Linked DNA regions of Drosophila melanogaster: all the other regions are linked to region 2. A link is a contact called in public Hi-C data. All regions are on one chromosome and are shown on one strand. The core of a region is the stretch at or near the end of the contact, and the rest is flanking DNA. Distances in the headings are between cores, read along the strand shown.

Region 1 (3,199 bases), core at 640-3,139, 4.4 Mb before region 2:
ATGTATGTACATACGCAGAACGTATTAAATAATTAACAGCCAAATGGCAGATGCATCAGCGGGAATTAACATTAATTAGAGCATGGAGCGCACAAAATGGTGGCCATTAAACACTGTCCATTGATCTAGTAGTACTAAGTAAATAAATAGACTAGCAATTTTTAGCACCTTTGACTGAAATAGCAGAGAGCTGGCTATTTGAGTGAATCATTAACGAGCCATAAGGTGGATTCAATTCACTTAGTAACAGGCTGTTTACAACTTTTGGTGACCCAACTAACTAAGCCACATGATCGATCGATCGATCTATGGATCGAAAACAAGATCATAAAGTGTTAAGAAGCGTGGCAATAATCGTAAACAACAAATTTTAGGGGCATAGCGTTTTTTCGGCTGTTTCTGTTTTCTATTTTTGCGCATAACCAAGGTCAGATAAGATTCCCTAGTCGAATATTTTTCACTACATATTTTTTGTGTTCTTTTTTTTTTGCTTTTGATAAGCACCAAACTGATTCTATAATTAATAATTTGAGATGAAGCAAAAAAAAAAGGAACAGAATTCGGAACAAACAATTTTTGTGGCCTGACAACAAGGAGATTTTTTCTTTTTTTTTTTGGTGGTTAGGGGCGTTACTTTTTTTTTAGCACTTGACACACTGTGCAGTGCTGTGCTCTCATTTCAATTAGAAAGCAAAACACAAGCAAAAGTTCATTATAAATAGCACCCAGCCAAAGGAAAAACAAACAGCAGCGAAAGAATCGAAATACATTTGCCAGCTCGAAAATAATGAAATGTGCGAAAAGCGGGCAGTACATTCAGCATATGTACATCTGTTTTTGAATGGTGGCACACTTGAAGGGTTTGGAAATCTAATGCAAACACGTGTGCCCAACGTCCGAGCCTTATGCAATGCGGCCTAAAAACCCTCAAATAACAAAAAAAAAAAAAAAAAAAATGTGGAGAAAGGGGGAGCCCAGTCGGCTAAAACGTAAACAAAACAGGCGGCAGCGGTACATGCGCAGAACGTGGGGAAAAGGGGGTCTGGTCTGGTGTGGCTTATATACTGGGTTACATAACTTGAAAAATCAAGACGAAATGCCAGAAATGCCTAAGGAAAAATCGATTTTGCATCGAGCGACAACAGCTGTTCTGAGGGTTTCTTAAAACTTAAGTAAGTGTTGACAAATTTTTGCTTTAAACTTGCTAGGTAATTGCATTTTTTGTTTTAGATTTTCAAGGAAAACTGAATCATCTAGTGGTCTCTATAGGTTTGGCACTTTTGTTTGCATCCCTTTTGAAAACCTCTTAACGTCTCATTTTTTACTACCTACGTGCAGAGTTCTGACTATTATATCTTGGGTTATCTTGGATCAACACTTGCCTCCCTTGGTGGGCGTCTTGTGGGTGCTGTGCTGGGCGCGGTAGCCGGTGATCATCTCGTAGTTGCCGGCATCGCGGCGCAGGGGGAAGGCGATCTCGATGATGTGGTCGCAGGGCTGCATCAGCATGAGGATGCCCTTCACCTTCTGCTTCTTCTCGTCGCGGGTCAGCTTGCCCTTCATGTCGTCCACCAGCGATTCCTCGGCGATTTGGCAGCCGCGATGGAAGAAATACTCGACCATGTCGAAGAAGCGCGGATCCTTGGCGGTGGGCACATCCTTGAGGCGGTCGGGAATCTGGTGCTCGGTGGCATAGCCGCGGCTCGACTGCATCACAGCGGTGGGCAGTGCCTTGGCCAGCGTGGCCAGCTCCTGCTGGCGGCGGGCGCCCTGGCGGGCCAGACTCTTCAGGTGATACATGCTGCTAATCGCTTGGATTCTTCGGGTTCCAACTCTTTTTTTATTCTGTTCTACACAACCGCTCGCTACTCGACGCCGCACCAAACTGGCCGAGGCACTCGCATAGATATGTATATATATGTCGGCTTTTTCGGAGCGCCGAGCTTTTTGCTCTCCGGCGAGAGCGGTGCAAACTTTTCACCGAAAAGCTCTGTGGGTGGAGTGCCCGCTAGAAACGCGGCACCACCGCCGGCGGATTACTCGCTTCGTTGCCAGGGCGAGATTAGGTATTTGTTATCGGTTTCACGTTCACGTTTTTCTTTGACTCCAAGATTAAGCTATGATTTATCATCTTCGGCTATATGTTGAATTCAGGGGGGTACTGAGTTTCTTTTAGAAAGCACTTGAAAATCTAAGTAATAAACATCGTACAGTACAATACAAACGATATATACAAGGTATATTTTATATAAGGTGTTTTTTTAAAGGTTTTGCTAAATTTTTTATTTAGAGCTCATACTTTCAGGAATTTACCACGTAACTTTCGGGCTTATCATGCTATTGATCTTTCACACAATTCCTATGTGACTGTTTTGAGTTTTAATCCTTAGTTAAAATAGAAATAAAACACAGCTAGCTTACTTAAAAAGAAACAAAATCTTGTGGACTATATTTGAAGTACATAATTAAAGAAGAGTTTATACATGTATGGTGCTGTTTCGCTCATGGTAAATGGTGCTGAGCGAGGATCGGATGAAGGCATCGCTCCGTTCCACGAAGCCATCCAAATGGGTCCACAGGAACCAGAAGCTCAGGGAGAAAAACAGCACTTTGCTGACCCAGTCGAGGATATACAGCCGTCGCAGGACCTTCCTGGCCTGCGGCAGAGTGTCCTCGCTCTCGCCCAGTATATAGGTGCGCATGCCCACAATGTAGTTACTGATGTATGTCTCCCAATTGACCTGACCCACCGACGTGTCGAAGAGGTCCTGATCCAGGAGGCTCAGCTGACTGCTCATCTCCTGGAAGCGCTCGTTTCGGAACTCCCACCTTTTCGTTGTGTAGTACTGCAGCAGCTTCAGACCCATGGACACTTTGCGTTGGACATTGAGTAAGCTGGATGGGAATAATCCATGTGTTAATAGGAGAACTTAAAATTTAACCGTTTACTTACAATGGCTTTTGGCCAAAGACGAGCAGCCAAAAGTCGATGAAGTATGCGGGCAGATAGTGGAAGAAGATGACGCAGAAAAGGTGGTGGTAGTAGTTCTTTTTGATGGATCCACCCGGATACCAGAGCGCAAAGCTGAGCGGCGTTTCGTAGAAGAATCGACGACCCGTCTCGATGCTGTCGCCCCAGGACATCAGCGCCTTGCTGGAGATGCACAGATTGCAGAACTCAACACCCGTCTGCTTGTTA
Region 2 (3,495 bases), core at 348-2,847:
GTTTTGGGTCATTTACATATAGAACTATTCAGGGCAATTCTGCGGTCAATACTAATGCAATTTGTATAGTAATTTGCATTAACTTAAACTTTTAAGTGAGCTAATAAATTCAAGTCAACATCTCGAGTTTTAATGGCCTTATTGGCCGTAGAAAAATAGACTTTTGAAATTAAACTGATACCAATGCAAAGAAAGAGTGGAATGGAAACTAAAACCTCTTTACTAAAACTAAAGAATGGCCATCTAAGCCCAGCTTTACTGTGCCTACTAGGATTTTCCAACAAGATTGCGAGTTGGGCGAACGCGAGGTGTTTGTTGCTCAATTACGGCGATTAATCTCAAGTTCGCCCTTCTGCAATAATATTTACATCTTTACTTAATGCAACTATTACAGCACACACACATACGCACATACACTGCACTTTGAACTTGGGGCTTTCGCAATGGGGATTACTATTCTTGTGGGACTGCAGAAGAGCCTCCCGAGGAGTGCGGTGATTTTTTAGGAACTGGCCATCGGAAAAGCCTCTCCCAGCGGCCGTTTTCTCGATTTTCCTCAGCTGTCACGCTCCTCGGCGAATTGAATTTACTGCCACGGATTTTGCACGATTATATACTGCAGTTTGGGCGAGCGGAGAAAATCCGTTGCGAGGCACGACCAATCGTGAATCGAGAGGTATTATATTATTATGCAGCAGCCACACACAGCAGTGTTCCAAAGAAGAAGAAGAAGTGAGGTTAGATTTTTGCCCCACACAAGAGGAAGAGGAAGCAGCAACACAACGCTAAGCGACCAGGGCTGCCGCAAAGCGAGCTGCCCACTTGCCAAACTGGAGTACAACGTAATGGCATGGCGTTGAACGTAACCGGTAATACGACAGGAAATCGAAGCGAATTAAAGGTGCAAATAAAAGAAACTGCGTTTATAGCTACAATTTGGTTTTATTATACCCTGTGGCCTACCACAATATCCCTGTTTTCGCTTCACCCAATATTATGCAATATCCAATGCACTCGGCTAACGGCCTGCATTGCTGTTAGTGCCGCCCTGGTCGGGCCTTTTAAAACAGCTGATTTCGACTGCAGCTCGCCTCGAATTTCAAAACGATGCACGCGGTCACACACACATACACAAGTTAAGGTTCAGATTGATTTGAATACGCACCAGAGGAGATTGAAATGGAAACAAGAATTGTATTTTATTCCGCTATCTCTCCCACTTCTTGTTTCGTACGTTTCGTATGTTCACTACGCACTTTCCGCTCCGCGTGTTAACACGTACACAAGTGTGTGTGTGCGTGCGTGTGTTGTTATTGTTGCTTTGCTTTTGCTTTTGCGGGTTTCCTTGCACACACACTTTCGCACCACTACGCACCTCGAATCACTGCCTCTCGCTCGCACTCACTCACGCGCTGCTGGGCAGAACGTTACGAATATTATTTATCGGGTTTTTTCGCAATTGCACACACACTCGCTGCGTTATTGGTTGCACCGTACTTGCGCCGTTCACTTGTCTTGTCAATTAACCGCAATTAGTCAATTAATTGGAGCATTATACCGCCGAAACGAAAATCAAAATCGGTTACCAGACATGTGGTTCTACGGGTCCAAAAGAAAAAGAGCAGGGTTGTTGTTCAATTCGTTTGCGTTGCGTTGCGATAGATATCGACCGATGTGATAGCTACGGTTAATAGAGATGTCCCAACCGGCTCGCAACTGATTTAATTTATTTAATGTTGTTTTTAAATATGATTTTGAAATATCTTCCAGAAAGAATTACTTTTCGAGAACAAACTTATTTTTTCCCCATTTACCACTTGATTTGAAATTGAAAATAGGACATTCAAATTTATGCGGCTTATCGATTTCACACTACTTAAGTGCTCGGAATATCATTTATTTTTATCAGAATTTATTTTTATTTAGTTTTATCAGAATTAAATATATATGTAATTTTTCTTTTTCTAAAATTTACAACGTGATTAACATAACGTAAGCAATAACGTGACGTGGCCCTCGTTTTTTAAACATTTGAAACAAATGTTTAATGTCAGATAAGCATTTTTTGTAAAGTGAGGTACATATAGATCTTTGTTTGGTTTTTCCCGTTTTCAAACAAATTTACTGGTTAAACATTTTCCAATCCATTTTTAATTGAAAGCAGCAAAACACTTTTAAAGAAAAACTGGAAATAATTATATTTCAATTGCACATTCACAAAAAGTAGTGGGTCCACAACACAAAGGGTCAGTACAGCTACAAATGTAGGGGTTAAACATATGTGGCTTCAGCCAGAAGGAGCACAAATGGGTTAAGGGTTCGGATTTTGATCCGACAAAATACCAGAAAATTTTAACTTAAGTGCTAGGGTTTGTTTTGTTTTTCTCAGGCAGATACTAAAATGGAATTCTTGAGACGGTGCGAGCCAGTTAGCCAGATAGTTGGGGCGCCTACTCCACGGTCACCGACTTGGCCAGGTTCCTGGGGCAGTCCACGTCGCAGCCGCGGAGCACGGCGATGTGGTAGGACAGCAGCTGGAGCGGAATCACCGTGAGCACGCCCTGCAGGCAGTCCACGGTCCTCGGGATCTGCAGCGAACGCGTGGAGAAGGACATGGTCTCGTTGTCGCCCTCCTCGCAGATTAGGATCGGTCTGCCCTTGCGGGACGTCACCTGCTGCAGTGCATTCATGCACTTGGTGTACACCGGATCCCGCAGCACGATCATCAGCACGGGCATCTCCTTGTCCACCAGGGCCAGTGGTCCGTGTTTCAGTTCTCCAGCCAGGATTCCTTCGCTGTGCATGTACGTCAGCTCCTTGACTTTCTGCAATGAGCAAGTTAATTGATTAAATTCAGCTCATGAAGCGTGGGACAAACATAATAATTAATTTAAGTGCACTTGGCAAATAAACAAGTTAAGTGAATTGTTGACATCGGTTATTTTCCATCATTACGTTCCCATGCATGCATTACGATGCATAAATGAGATTCGATTAAATTATAGCTCAAATTATCAAATGGATTACCAGTGCGCCCTCCAAACAGGTGGCGAAGTTGAAGCCCCTGCCCATAATGAGCAGCGACTTGTGCTCGTACAACTCCTTGGCAAGCTGCTGCACCTGCGAGTTCAGCTTGAGGACAGTCCTAATGTGCTCGTCCAGCTGCGATAGGCCATCGATGATCTCCAAGCGGCGCTGTTGCAGCGAGAGACGATCCTCCGACATGACCAAGGCGAACATAACCAGCGAAATGAACTGGGAGGTGTAGGCCTTCGTGGAGGCCACTCCGATCTCGGGTCCAGCGTTGATGTGGACGCCACAGTGCGACTCGCGGCAGATGCTGCTGCCCACCGTGTTGGTAACGCCCACGATGAGCGCTCCTCGCTGCTTGCAGTATCTGAGCGCCATCAGGGTGTCCGCTGTCTCGCCCGATTGGGAGATGAAGAAGCACACGTCGTCCCGGAAAATGGGCGTGTTTCTGTCCAGAAAATCGGA
Region 3 (3,412 bases), core at 257-2,756, 3.7 Mb after region 2:
TTAAGGGGGTGCCACGGGCACATAATATATATGCGAGTGGAGCTCGGCGATCGTACGAAAATATGAAAAATTTAAAATTTACAGAAACCAAAAACCTTTCTACTAATAAAATAAAGCACAAATTCTTTAAACCTTTTTTTAATTATTAAATACAGATTAGAAACTAAACAAATAAACATTTTGAAACTATGTAAGATCTTTGCTGTTGGCACACAAATCGTCAGACCGCCAACTGCGGCGCCTGGTTAAGGCGAACAACAGCATTAACTGCGCTGCAACTTCGGTTGATTCAAATTCCAATTAGAAGTGTCGAATTTCAATTAGGTGAACGCTGCGTCATCAGCCCGACGTAGTTGGATTGATTAACCCTGTGTTCCCAACCGCGTGATGCACGCGCTAACTTACACAAAACCACACATATAAGAAATTTACAGTCTAACTTCTATAGAAAAGAACAAAGCTAGTTTTGCTACTGTAACCATATTCTTAATAAATTATTTTATTCTCAGAAACAATAGTACCCGCAATTTAACTGCTCTAAGGTAAAAGAAAAATTTGTAAAGAAAAAAGAAAAATTTGTAAATTTGTAAATTTAATGTATTGCAACATATATAATAAACACGGTATGTGCCACACTGCGAAATATCAATGATTTTGACTTTGACTGACCACCGTATACGGACACACCCACAAGATCAGACCCACAAAGACTCACCCACAAAGGCCTTCAGCTCGTAGTCTACTCCGCAAGACTTGCCCACATCTCCAGGAGCCGGCTGCAAGGACACAGAGGCTGGGCAATAGGGCGGAACCTCAAAATAAAACGGATGGGCGTTCGGCCCCAGCTTTTTAATTAACCTTTCCTGAAGCCGGGTCATCGGGCGGTCCAGCTGCATGGGCGGATAGATCTGCTCATGCGCCAGATACAGGTCCTTACGGAACGTTAATCCCAAAACATCTAGGTCTTCACGTCCGTACCGAAAGGCGGCAAGCACCTGGCCAAAAACCTTACGGTCCTTTACGTACTCTGGATCAATGAAGACAACACCGTCAATGGGATCCACGTGCGTGACATGGTCGACGAAGTCCCGTTTGCCAAGGTAAACTGTTATCTTGCCGTTGGAGGAGCTCTTCTTAAACACCCGAGTCGCCTGGCGTCTGGAGCTGGCATCTCCACCAGTCTCGTCGCCTGCGCTTCCGCCCCCAGTGCTCCCGGCAGCTGTTACATTGGTGCTGGAGCCATTGCTCACATTTGCTCCTCCACTTCCTCCACCACCACCGTTCATTATGTTATTTGGCGGTTATGCTTGTTATTCTGCTTTTCTGCTGTTCCTGCTTAATTGGAACTCCGTTAAATAAATATATGTGTGCGTTGCGGGACTTGTGCTGCAATTTAATTTTTTATGTGTATACTTGTTCCGCCATTTACCAGCACTGCTTGACAGTCATTGGAAAAATACCAGGGAATATTACATACTAACAAATTATGTACTTCTCTGGTATTTCAATTCAGTGCGAACAAACCGATATATGTTTGGTCGTACCATAATCGCAGCCTATAATTAATATTTATTTTGCATTTTTGGCACCTATTTATATTTCCTAAGTGTGCCCTGGCCCATAGTAAGTGACTTTTAATAATTTTTCTTTCAATACCATTAACAATTGCTTGAATTAACATTAAGTTTCCTACTAAGATAAAATGCAACTGCAGGTTGACTTGGCTTTTTAATGAAATATAATATATATATTATAAATTCCTTTAGAAACAGATGATTCATAGCTGATGATTGAGGAAACTTACCATTTGGAATGTATAAACACATGTAAAATCAGACCGTTGGTAAATATCTAATCATAGATTGTATCCTAAGTCTTAAATAAATACTTTATATAAACTGTTTAATATTTATTTTATTTTTTAAAGGCTTTTATTATTTTTATATGTATACATGTGCATGAACGGACTTTAAACCATATTTAGTAGTGGAATAGAGCTATAAAAATGAGATTGAAGTCTCTAAAATACTTTATTTAATCAGCCTTAGCACCGATAGAGCACAACGGTCACACTGTTCTGTCCCTCTTTTCCACGTGCATTTTATTGAACGAAACCACGCGTTGTTCAGTCCAAACTTGACTTTGCTAATTTTGCCCAGAAAACCTCTAAAAGCTGTCAAAATGGCCCAAAAGAAAGCCGTCACCGTCAAAGGAAAAAAAGCTACGAATGGAGAGGAAAAGCCTTTGGCCAAACGGGTAACCAAGTCCACAAAGGTACAGGAAGAGGAGACAGTAGTCCCCCAATCGCCTTCCAAAAAATCCAGAAAACAGCCTGTTAAAGAAGTGCCGCAGTTCAGTGAAGAGGACGAGTCTGATGTGGAGGAGCAAAATGACGAGCAGCCAGGGGACGACAGCGACTTTGAGGTAAGCTATAAAAAAAACGTGGTCTTCTGAATGGATATGGCTAACATTACATGCATAGTATGCACGTATATATAGATCTGCATGGATAAGAATCCATTTTACGTTTTCTTTGCCACGTGGTTGTAAAGATTTTATAATTATAAGACGAGTGCACATAACCCACGATCCTCTGGTTTTATACCGACTCGGTTCATATATCGATAAAAAAAAAATTGTCTTTATTGGTGCTCTCCCATCAGCGGTTATAAGAAAATTGTCTACTTTTCAGACCGAAGAGGCAGCGGGCTTAATTGACGACGAGGCTGAGGAAGATGAAGAGTACAATAGTGACGATGAGGAAGATGATGATGACGATGAGTTGGAGCCTGGTGAGGTTTCCAAAAGTGAAGGCGCGGATGAGGTAGATGAATCCGATGATGATGAAGAAGCGCCTGTAGAGAAGCCAGTTTCCAAGAAATCAGAAAAAGCCAACTCTGAAAAGTCCGAAGAAAATAGAGGAATTCCAAAAGTAAAGGTTGGCAAGATTCCGCTGGGAACGCCAAAAAACCAGATCGTTTTTGTCACAAACCTACCAAACGGTAAAGTAACTGGTTTATTATTTCATTTTTCAAGTATATTTAAACTTAGTATATTTGTTCCACATAGAGTATCTCCACAAGGACTTGGTCGCATTGTTCGCCAAGTTCGGACGACTTTCCGCTTTGCAGCGTTTCACTAATTTGAATGGCAATAAATCAGTTCTCATTGCCTTTGATACGTCAACTGGAGCAGAAGCTGTTCTGCAGGCTAAGCCTAAAGCGTTAACCCTTGGAGACAATGTTTTGTCTGTGTCCCAACCGAGAAATAAGGAAGAGAACAACGAACGCACGGTGGTGGTTGGCCTGATTGGACCTAATATTACCAAGGACGACTTAAAAACCTTTTTTGAGAAGGTAGCTCCCGTGGAGGCGGTGACTATATCCAGTAACCGCCTCATGCCCAGAGCTTT

Evidence for each region. A called contact is a pair of places that touch in the nucleus more often than the background predicts.
Region 1: a contact with region 2 is called in a Hi-C map of the Kc167 cell line, with 2.6 times the contacts expected there. A contact is called at or near these places in 3 of 107 Hi-C or Micro-C datasets (the Kc167 cell line and wing imaginal disc).
Region 3: a Hi-C map of the Kc167 cell line shows a contact between it and region 2, with 2.5 times the contacts expected there.

The regions. Positions count from the first base shown.
Region 1 is chr3R:23,941,212-23,944,410 of dm6, forward strand. It overlaps Gdh (Glutamate dehydrogenase), which reads right to left and starts at 1,890. Exons shown (of 5, transcript NM_206551.3): 1 at 1,383-1,890. The coding sequence starts at 1,800. CG12268 reads right to left here. Exons shown (of 6, transcript NM_176550.2): 5 at 2,954-3,199; 6 at 2,417-2,895. The coding sequence ends at 2,478.
Region 2 is chr3R:28,334,843-28,338,337 of dm6, forward strand. larp (La related protein) reads right to left here and starts at 1,598. Exons shown (of 7, transcript NM_170365.4): 1 at 1,166-1,598. It overlaps Gfat2 (Glutamine:fructose-6-phosphate aminotransferase 2), which reads right to left. Exons shown (of 2, transcript NM_143360.4): 1 at 3,028-3,495; 2 at 2,177-2,825. The coding sequence ends at 2,451. It also overlaps asRNA:CR46104.
Region 3 is chr3R:32,050,554-32,053,965 of dm6, forward strand. It overlaps mod (modulo), which reads left to right and starts at 1,507. Exons shown (of 6, transcript NM_079875.3): 1 at 1,507-1,623; 2 at 1,767-1,843; 3 at 1,928-2,424; 4 at 2,693-3,002; 5 at 3,070-3,412. The coding sequence starts at 2,182. It overlaps krz (kurtz), which reads right to left and starts at 1,440. Exons shown (of 2, transcript NM_080249.5): 1 at 716-1,440. The coding sequence starts at 1,286.